2 separate regions of the Sus scrofa genome follow, and region 2 is linked to region 1. Evidence: chromatin contacts called from public HiChIP or PLAC-seq data. All regions are on one chromosome and are shown on one strand. The core of a region is the stretch at or near the end of the contact, and the rest is flanking DNA. Distances in the headings are between cores, read along the strand shown.

Region 1 (4,642 bases), core at 472-2,971:
GGGAAGATCCGTTTCACAAACTGCAAACTCTGAAAAGACAGAATTAAACAACAACATGTCCTGGGCTTTTAGTACTTTAAAGAAACAAGTATCTTATAGGCTCAATTATTATTACCATGGTAACATGAGGGAAGGTGGGGAGATCTCCTCAAGAACAGTTCCTGGTTCCAGTCAGGCAGCGTCTCAACAGTGCAGGGAGACTTCTTCAGTTACCATGGGAACCGAAATTAGAAGTGCTTTTGCAACACTAACAGAAACCATCTTTTGAAGCTCTTCTGTGAATCACATTGAATACTGATGATGCAAGCTTGAGCGACACATATTTTTCAAACATTAAAAAAAAAAAACCCACCATATTGCCATAAACAAATACTCATTTTAGATTCCTCTTTCCAATCCTGACTTAACTCGGAATCGATTTTTCGGTCTGGTTTTGTCTCCCTTTTGGCTTCCCGCAACCTCGACTGCAAAGACGATTTATTTAATTTCCAAACTTGTCTGGATTGCACGGGTGAGAGCTTAGAACGTGGTTCATTCAATCTCGGTTTGAAATGGGTGAGCAATGGGGTGGGGGAGGGTGGGTCTAATAGAGAACCCTCTTGTCTAATAAACTCCGGAGGACGAAAACGGCGAGGGTGGGGTGCGGAGAGGGGGAAAAAAGCTGAGAGGAACTGAGGAGGAGGGACAGAGGAAAGGGACGAAAAAAGTGCACCGGTTGAACCTTCGATGCCCGTGTTAGGACTAAAAGCACCTTTATCCGTTGCCTTGACCTCTTCATCCACTCAGATACTGTCAGGCACACAAAAGCTGATGAGAAATGGCGTTTTAAAGACCCTGTTGCGATCCTCTCCGGGTGGTACCCCGGAATTCTCGAGCTCCCAATATTCCTGAAGGGACCTCAGGTTAGAGGAGACAGCTTCTCCCTACTTGCCCAGTCTTTCAAAAGAAGCATCTTCAGGGCACAAAGCCGTGTGGGGTGTGGCGGAGGGTTCATTCCTCTGGGCCGCGGCCGTTCTCTGTCAGTTGTCTCCACCGCCCACCGCCAAGTCAGGATCACGCAGGTTCCCCCGCCCTGGTTACAAACTCTCGAGTTTTGGGTTCGCTCCGGCTGGGGCTGGTGGCGCGCAGCTGGTGTGCACGGGGCGAAACGCTGGGCTGCCCTCCCCGCCTCACGTGTGGGCGATCACACAGACAAGGGTGCCCACCCCAAGCCGGGACTCAGGGACACAAGCGCACACACCTCTGGGCGCACGCGTCATCCAGGCACCCGCCGCACCGCCGGCCCACCCTGGACTCTGCCTCTTACGCCCTCTCCTCTCGCGCGCGAAGGGCCTGGGAGGGGACGCCCCCAAAAGCACGTAACCTTCTCCTGACCCCAGTTTGCCCCCCCCTCCCCGGAGTTGTGTCTCCCTTTCCCCTCAGGTTGTGAGGAGGGGAGGCGCCCCTCCTCAGCACCCAGGTCTGCAGCTACTCGGAGGAAGAGGCGACCAGGTCGGGCTCTGGCTGCGAGCCCCGCGGCCCTCGCTTACCTGGGGCGAACCCAGCTCGCGGACTGGCAGTGCCGCGCAGGGTCAGGCGCTCCGGGTGGTTGGCGCTGGCGCGGGGGTTGCGTGGGTGCCCGGGCGCAGCGGCGGGGCGGGAGGCTCCCGGAGCTGTCAGGGGCGGTTGACCTGACTGACCGCGGCCGCTGCAAACCCGGCGCGCCGGCGCGGCTCGGCTCCGCCAAGGGGACCGAGGGGCCCCACAGCGTTTCCCGAAGGACCAATCCGGAGAGGGGGGCTGGCCTGGGGGAGGAGGAGGGGGAGGGGAGAGCTGGGACCGGGAGGCCGGTTGGGCAACTGGGCGCGGGCCTGGACCTCTAGTCTGGTTTCTATGGCAGCAAGGAGGGAGGGGCTGTAGGAAGGGGAGCTGGCTTTGCAGGGGCACCCATCGCAGACTCCCGAGGAGGGGGTTTTGGCCCTGCCACAGAGAGAACCCCTCCTAGAGCACGGACGGGAAACTGCGACACAGCCGAAAGAAGGTTGACACTGCTCCCATCAAGTCACGCCTCATACTGAGCCGCTTCATACTCTTGATCAAAAAGGTTTCTGTGTCCTTGGGAGTCTCGACCCGGTAATCTTCCCAACTAAAGGGAGTTTTCTAGCAAACCACCGTGAGAGCTCCTTCGGGTGAGTCTGGCAGGGTTTAGGCTCTGCAGAAAGAAGTGCCAATGCCACCCTCTGCCCTGATTTCCTCTCAAACATTTGGCCTGGCTCCTTTGGTGGCACTTAGGCAGTGGATCTCCACTTTCCTGTGTGCCCCCCAGCTGTGACCCTCTGGCTAATGGTAGATGTCAAACTTCCAGTTTACAAACAAAGAGGGAATGTGACCCACCGAATACTAAAGCATTGAGGTGATTTACTCCTTCATTTTACAGAGGAGGGAATTGAAGACAGAGAAGTCAGTTAACTTAGTCAGGGTCACACAGCTGCGTAATGGTAGAGCCAAGACTAGGGACCTTAGGTCACAGCTCAGTGAGCACTCTCCACCTCCTCATGTTGCTCTATCCTGGATTCACAGTTGCCAGGGCATATTTACAAAAGCAAAAGAGCTGAGGAGAAAAGTAACCTAAGTTTAAAAACCTTTTTTTTTTTGTCTTTTTAGGGCTGCAGGTGCAGCATATGGAAGTTCCCAGGCTAGGGGTCTAATCAGAGCTGTATCTGCAGGCCTACACCAGAGCCACAGCAATGCCAGATCCGAGCCGACCTACATGGAAGCTCACGGCAACACTGGATGTTGAACCCACTGAGCAAGGCCAGGGATCGAACCTGAAAGATCATGGTTCCTAGTAGGTTTCCTTTCCACTGCGCCAAGACAGAAACTCCTAAAAACCTTCTTATGGTAGAAATTAGAGAACCCAAAGATTCCTGTTTTTGCTACCTACAGACATTGTTATAAATGCTTTCACAAAGAGTAACTGATTAAATCCTCATAATAACTTTTTAAGTTAGGTGCTCTTATTAGCATCCCTGTTTTTACAGATGAGGAGAATGAGACCTAGAAAGGTTATTTGACTTGCTCAGTGTCGCAGTATGACTTGTTCAGTGCTGGTTTTGGGATTCAAACCCGGCAGTCTGACTGGAGTCTGGTGCACTTCCTCACTTCCCTCTGCTGCCTCTTTGAATGATGATTAAAGGAGCCAGAACAAAAACGGCAAGAAATAAAACCTTGGACAGCTCCACGAATCCACGAATTTGACCACTGAGACTGACAGGAAAAGCAAGAATCTGGAATAATTGCTTCCTTGTTTTATGAGAGTTGTCATCTACCTGTGTAGGATAAAGTTTCTCTGTGATAAAAGTGTGTCTTTAAAGGGAGACTTTCTCCTCAAAAGACCAAAGGATTATTCTTAAAAAGAATAGTCTTTTAAGGAGTTCCCGTCATGGCTCAGCCATAACGAATATGACTAGTATCCATGAGGACATGGGTTTGATCCCTGGCCTCGCTCAGTGGGTTAAGAATCTGGCATTGCTGTGAGCTGTGATGTATGTCACAGATGTGACAGCTTGAATCTGGTGTTGCCGTGGCTGTGGTGTAGACCCGCAACTACAGCTCGATTGACTCCTAGCCTGGGAACTTCCATATGCGGTGGGGGTGACCCAAAATAGACCAAAAAAAAAAAAAAAAAAAAGAGTAGTCTTAAAATAATACATGCCATCATTCTTTCTCTCTAAAACAATAAAGTACAAGATAAACCTTTGCATATTTAAAAATATACTCTTTGATCCTGCTGTATAGCACTGGGAACTATATCTAGTCACTTATGATGGAGCATGATAATGTGAGAAAAAAGAATGTATACATGTATGTGTGAATGGGTCACCTTGCTGTACAGTAGAAAATTAACAGAACACTGTAAACCAGCTATAATGGAAAAAATAAAAATTCTTATAAAAAAATAAATAAAACGCTCTTTGAATCCTGCAACTTGACAATACACAGAACCGGGTTGCATAAAGTAACTGCCTGGAAACCAAAAGCCTCAAACTCCCATTCTGACATATAATCTGTCATAGGCCCTCCTGAAACTGACAGCACTCACTAACAGCCTGAACCTAGCCAGAACACAGATTGGGACTTGAACCCACATACCAGGACTTAAACCCAGCCAAAACCCAGTTGGGACTTGAACCCACGGTTTTAAATTGGAGTTACTCACCCTGTATCTGGATTCACCAAGGCTCAGGTTCTTTATGCCTCCGTGCGGAAGGAATTCGGCGATAGTCAAGGAACAGATTTATTAGGATAGAATGCTTGTAAGAGATGCAAGTGAGCAGGCAAGGAAGCGCTCTGCTCTAGGATCTGGTGGGCCATCGTTTTATTATCCAAGAGGCATGGAGGTTGGAAAGGCCCGCCTCTTCCTTTCCAGGAGTAAGTAGCTCCTCCTTAGTGTCCCATAAGGTGTATAATCAAATCAGCTGAGGGGCTTTCTTTAAACTCTTGCCCTTGGTCTGAATCTAAATGCAGACCTCATCCCACCCACCATCCAATGTCCTGAGGCAATTCTCACACCTCCACCAGTTATGCAAGCCTGCCTTATTCTGATAGTTTTCTTGAATTTATCTCCCCACATCCCCCAGGTTTCCCTCTTTACCTATGATCC
Region 2 (4,020 bases), core at 261-2,760, 99 kb before region 1:
CAATGCATTTTAACATGCTAAGAATGTTTAAATCTGCCCTCAGAACTGGTGTTGGTCACAGTCAAGCAGTGTTTCTCTCTTTTTATCACCTACTTTACGAAGGTATTAATGATATTGATTCTGGAATAGAATGTCATGGGCAACGCTGTGGAGTATTACCATTATCAAGTGGTCCTCTCTCCCAAATAATTTATGCCACTACTTCATAGTGGCTCCATTACCAATATATTTTGCCACTTTCCTAAGAATGTCTCTTACTAGGTTAGTATCTATAGCGGATAATGAATTTCACATAATAGAAGTTGTGTGCTGCATAGAATCATCAAAGTCCTCTTATCAACTGCTTTTCTGGGTCATAATGAAACTGAGGAGGAGAGAGAGACAGAAACAACTCTGAACCTCTCATGGTCTCCCATCAAGACTAAGTACTACCATTTCTCTATCTGAGATGAGGCAGAGTCTAATTTAAGGCCATAATTGTCCTCCTTTGGATTCTCCCAGTGCTTGAGTGATTTCCTCCAGCTTGACATGCTCCTCTATATTTTCTGAGGAAACTAGGTAGTCAATACCCTGTGGACTTACTGAGAATTTGGGGCCCTTTTCCTTCTTTCAACAACCTTTTATTAGTCAAGTACCACATAAACTCAGAAGATAGTGAGAAATGGGCCAGATGGAGCCCATTCCCTCAGAGTGTATGGGCTAGCAAAAATCCCAGAATAAGGACCTACTCCCTGCTTAGGCAAGGCCCCTTACCCTCTTCACTGGTGTCTAACCCCAAACCATCACATTTTAGTTTTAATTAGGAAGAACTGTCCCAATAATACAGTTAAGGGAGTTTTGTATAGACGTGACACTACTGAGTATCTGCAAATCTGGTATTTAGAACCTGTTATGTAAATATTTGCCAATTTACAAATTTTAGTGACATATTCTGCTCCAACTTGTAATGCTGGAGCACTTGGCTGCTCTGGGAAACTAGAAAACGTTAAGATTGAACTAAAATCAAGTATTTCAGAAATCTTATAGGCGAATCCTAGCTCTGGTTGCTAGGCAACCTGACAGACTCGTCGACAAGGAAGACTTGCCTCCCTCACTTGACCATCTCGCCCCAGTGGTGGGACGCGAAGGTTTCATTGGCCCGCATCTCTACTCACACGGCTCCAATTGGGTGGAGAACCTCTCACTCCGCTCCTGTTGGTTCTCGCCGTGTCTCGCCGCTCTGTCATTGGTAGGCCGGCTCTCGGGCCACCACACGTCACTCTCTCACCCCACTTCCTTGCCCTCTGGCTTTGTCCCCGCCCCTTCCCCCGCCCTTGAAGCCACGAGGGAAAATCCCGCCTCTAGTTTCCTTTGGATTGGTTGAAGCTGGGTTGGGGGACGGGCGCTGCCAGGCTACTCTGCCCTCCGCGATTGGCTGCTGGAGCCACTGTCCCACCTCCCAGAGACTCCCGGCGGTGCCGGAGTCGGGTGGGTCGGCCACTATAAAGCTGGTGGCAGAGGGGAAGCGCCGCGTACTCCCCATCCGTTGGTCGTTATTTTTCCACGGCCACCGCCGGGTCACATTTGGGTGAGTGTCCCGCGCGGAGAAGGAGACTTGGGCTGCTGAGGCCCCGTGGGCACGGTGAGGGCTCCGCGGAGTCGGTGTCCTTGACTAGGCCCGAAGGAGCTCTGGCTCCGTCCGGGTCAGGGCTGAGGCTAGACCCGGCCCGGGAGGATGGGGAGCCGTGAGCGGAGGATGGGGAGCCGTGCCAAGTTGCGGAGGCCCACCGCGGCAGGTCCTAGGAGGGACCGGGGCCCACTGATGTGGGCAGGCGAGTCGCAGAGGGTAGAGGGCGTTGAGGGCTAGGGTTCTGATGACAGTCATTCAGGAGCTGGAGGTGCCAGAGAAGTGGCTGTGACCGCCTTGAGAGGATGGGAGGGGGGCACATGAGGGGGACGAGAAAGGAGATGGGTTGCGGCGAGGCAGTGGTGGGGGGGGTGGTCCTGGAGACTTGGCTTAGGGTGGACACAGAAGCATGGGGAAGATCACACTTGGAGGCTTGTAGGTTGGCAGGGGGTGTGTCCTCCTGGCATATTTACCGGGAGGAAGTGAGCTGGGTAGCATTACTCCTTCTCTAGCTCAGGTGCGACAGGGCATCACAACAGTGATTTTACCTGGCTGAGCACTTTGGGCTTTTGACTGCTTCGGCCTGTGCCTGCTTCAAATATAGCAGATTGCCGTCTGCCACGTTCTCGCCTACGTATTTTTAATGCCCATTAAAAACAAATAGGTTTCCTTGATGTTTCTTGTCTCCCTCCTGCTAATGACTTCAGGACTAGCCTGACTTGATAAGAAGTAAGGGGGAGGCACCTACAGAGTGTTCACGCACAATAGGTTTTGACTTAAACCAAGGACATTTCAAAGCTCAGTATATGGAGTCTTTGAAAAATGTGTGTCCTGCCCTGACTGGTGGTAGAGAAAGGATTACTCTGACCCAGCCTGGAGGAAAGATGTGGACAACAGGTAAAGTGGGGCTGTCCCAGCTGGTCGTGTTTGCCCTAGGACCTTGGTTTTAGCGCATCACAGGCTTCTTTGCTCACCTCAACTGAAGCTCTCCGCTCCCCACTCCCCACTCCCCGTGCTCTTGCCAACGGGCTGCAGGATGATGTGTTCTGCCTGCTGCTAAGTAGCATTCGCTCTATTCCAGGGATGAATCATGAAAAACAATGGAAAAATAAATGACAAAATTAAGACAAATGGAAGTGCTTGTATAGTTAGCAGATTTTTCCTTCTGAGGTGGAGTTTGGACTTTTATTGCATAGATTTCTATTAGAAGGCAAATTGAAAGTCCTTAGCCTGTATCGGTGCCAAATGGTTCTTTGTAGCTTGAGACGTCTAGGCAGTTTGTGTTCTTTATTTTTAAAAGTTCAGTTATTTTTGTGTGGATAAGGAGAGCAGGATAATGGTGTATCTTATGGGAAAGGAGAAAGACTTTCTTTTCTGTGTCTAAACTTTGTTGGTCTAAGTTTGTAAATCTGCCCTTTAATCGGTTTCAGTTTAGTTTGGTTTAGTTAGTAATGCCAGTTCTCAAAAAGTATTTCCAGTGGGGAGAGTTAAATGGATATTGTGTTTGGGACCATAGAAGGCCACGTCATCTATTGGGCTAATTCTGGGCCTCATTTTTTATTTTTATATTTTTATTTTTCTTAAATATTCCTCTAAGATGCTTTTACATCTTGTTTCTCTTAACTGTGTGATTGATTTTGAGATTTTTTTTTTGGCGGGGGGCACACTCTCGGTATAAGGAGGTTTCCAGGCTAGGGGTCTAATCGGAGCTATAGCCACTGGCCTACGCCACAGCCACAGCAACGCAGGATCCTTAACCCACTGAGAGAGGCCAGTTATCAAACCCCCATCCTCATGGGTACTAGGGGTTCATTAACTGCTGAGACATGACAGGACCTCCTTGAGATTTTAGATAACTTTTCTCACAGGAAATGCAGAACCCTGATATTGATGTGATGTGTGTTTCCTGGGTACCTTAGCATTAGTTAAAACAGGAATCCAGTGGACTGAATGCCAGGAGATTCGTTGGGGTTGTGGATGGGACACTCAGTGGGTTATATATCATAATTGCTATTTAGATTCATTTGGAAACAAATATAGCATCTTATAATTTTATGTTGGGTTATCAAACCAAATATCACAGACGGGTATGGTATTTTTGTTTCTCAAGAAGGTCGTATAGGGAGTTCCCGTCATGGCACAGTAGTTAACGAATCCGACTAGGAACCATGAGGTTGCGGGTTTGATCCCTGCCCTTGCTCAGTGGGTTAATGATCTGGAGTTGCTGTGAGCTGTGGTGTAGGTTGCAGATGCAGCTTGGATCCCGAGTTGCTGTGGCTCTGGCATAGGCCAGCGGCTACAGCTCTGATTCGACCCCTAGCCTGGGAACCTCCATATGCAGTAGGAGCCACCCTAGAAAAAGCAAAAAGACAAAAAAGAAAAAAAAAAAAAAAAAAAAAAAGAAGGTGGTATAG

What was found. HiChIP or PLAC-seq counts read pairs in DNA pulled down with a chosen protein or histone mark.
Region 2: an H3K27ac HiChIP or PLAC-seq map of skeletal muscle shows a contact between it and region 1. The contact joins the promoter of HMGCS1 here to the promoter of NIM1K in region 1. A contact is called at or near these places in 1 of 47 Hi-C or Micro-C datasets (embryonic fibroblasts) and 2 of 2 datasets of contacts at active chromatin or transcription factors (alveolar macrophages and skeletal muscle).

Annotation. Positions count from the first base shown.
Region 1 is chr16:27,855,187-27,859,828 of Sscrofa11.1, reverse strand. NIM1K (serine/threonine-protein kinase NIM1) reads right to left here and starts at 1,721. Exons shown (of 5, transcript XM_021077039.1): 1 at 1,530-1,721.
Region 2 is chr16:27,954,686-27,958,705 of Sscrofa11.1, reverse strand. HMGCS1 (3-hydroxy-3-methylglutaryl-CoA synthase 1) reads left to right here and starts at 1,510. Exons shown (of 11, transcript NM_001252215.1): 1 at 1,510-1,567. It overlaps LOC106508153 (a long non-coding RNA gene), which reads right to left and starts at 1,277. Exons shown (of 3, transcript XR_001304747.2): 1 at 1,155-1,277.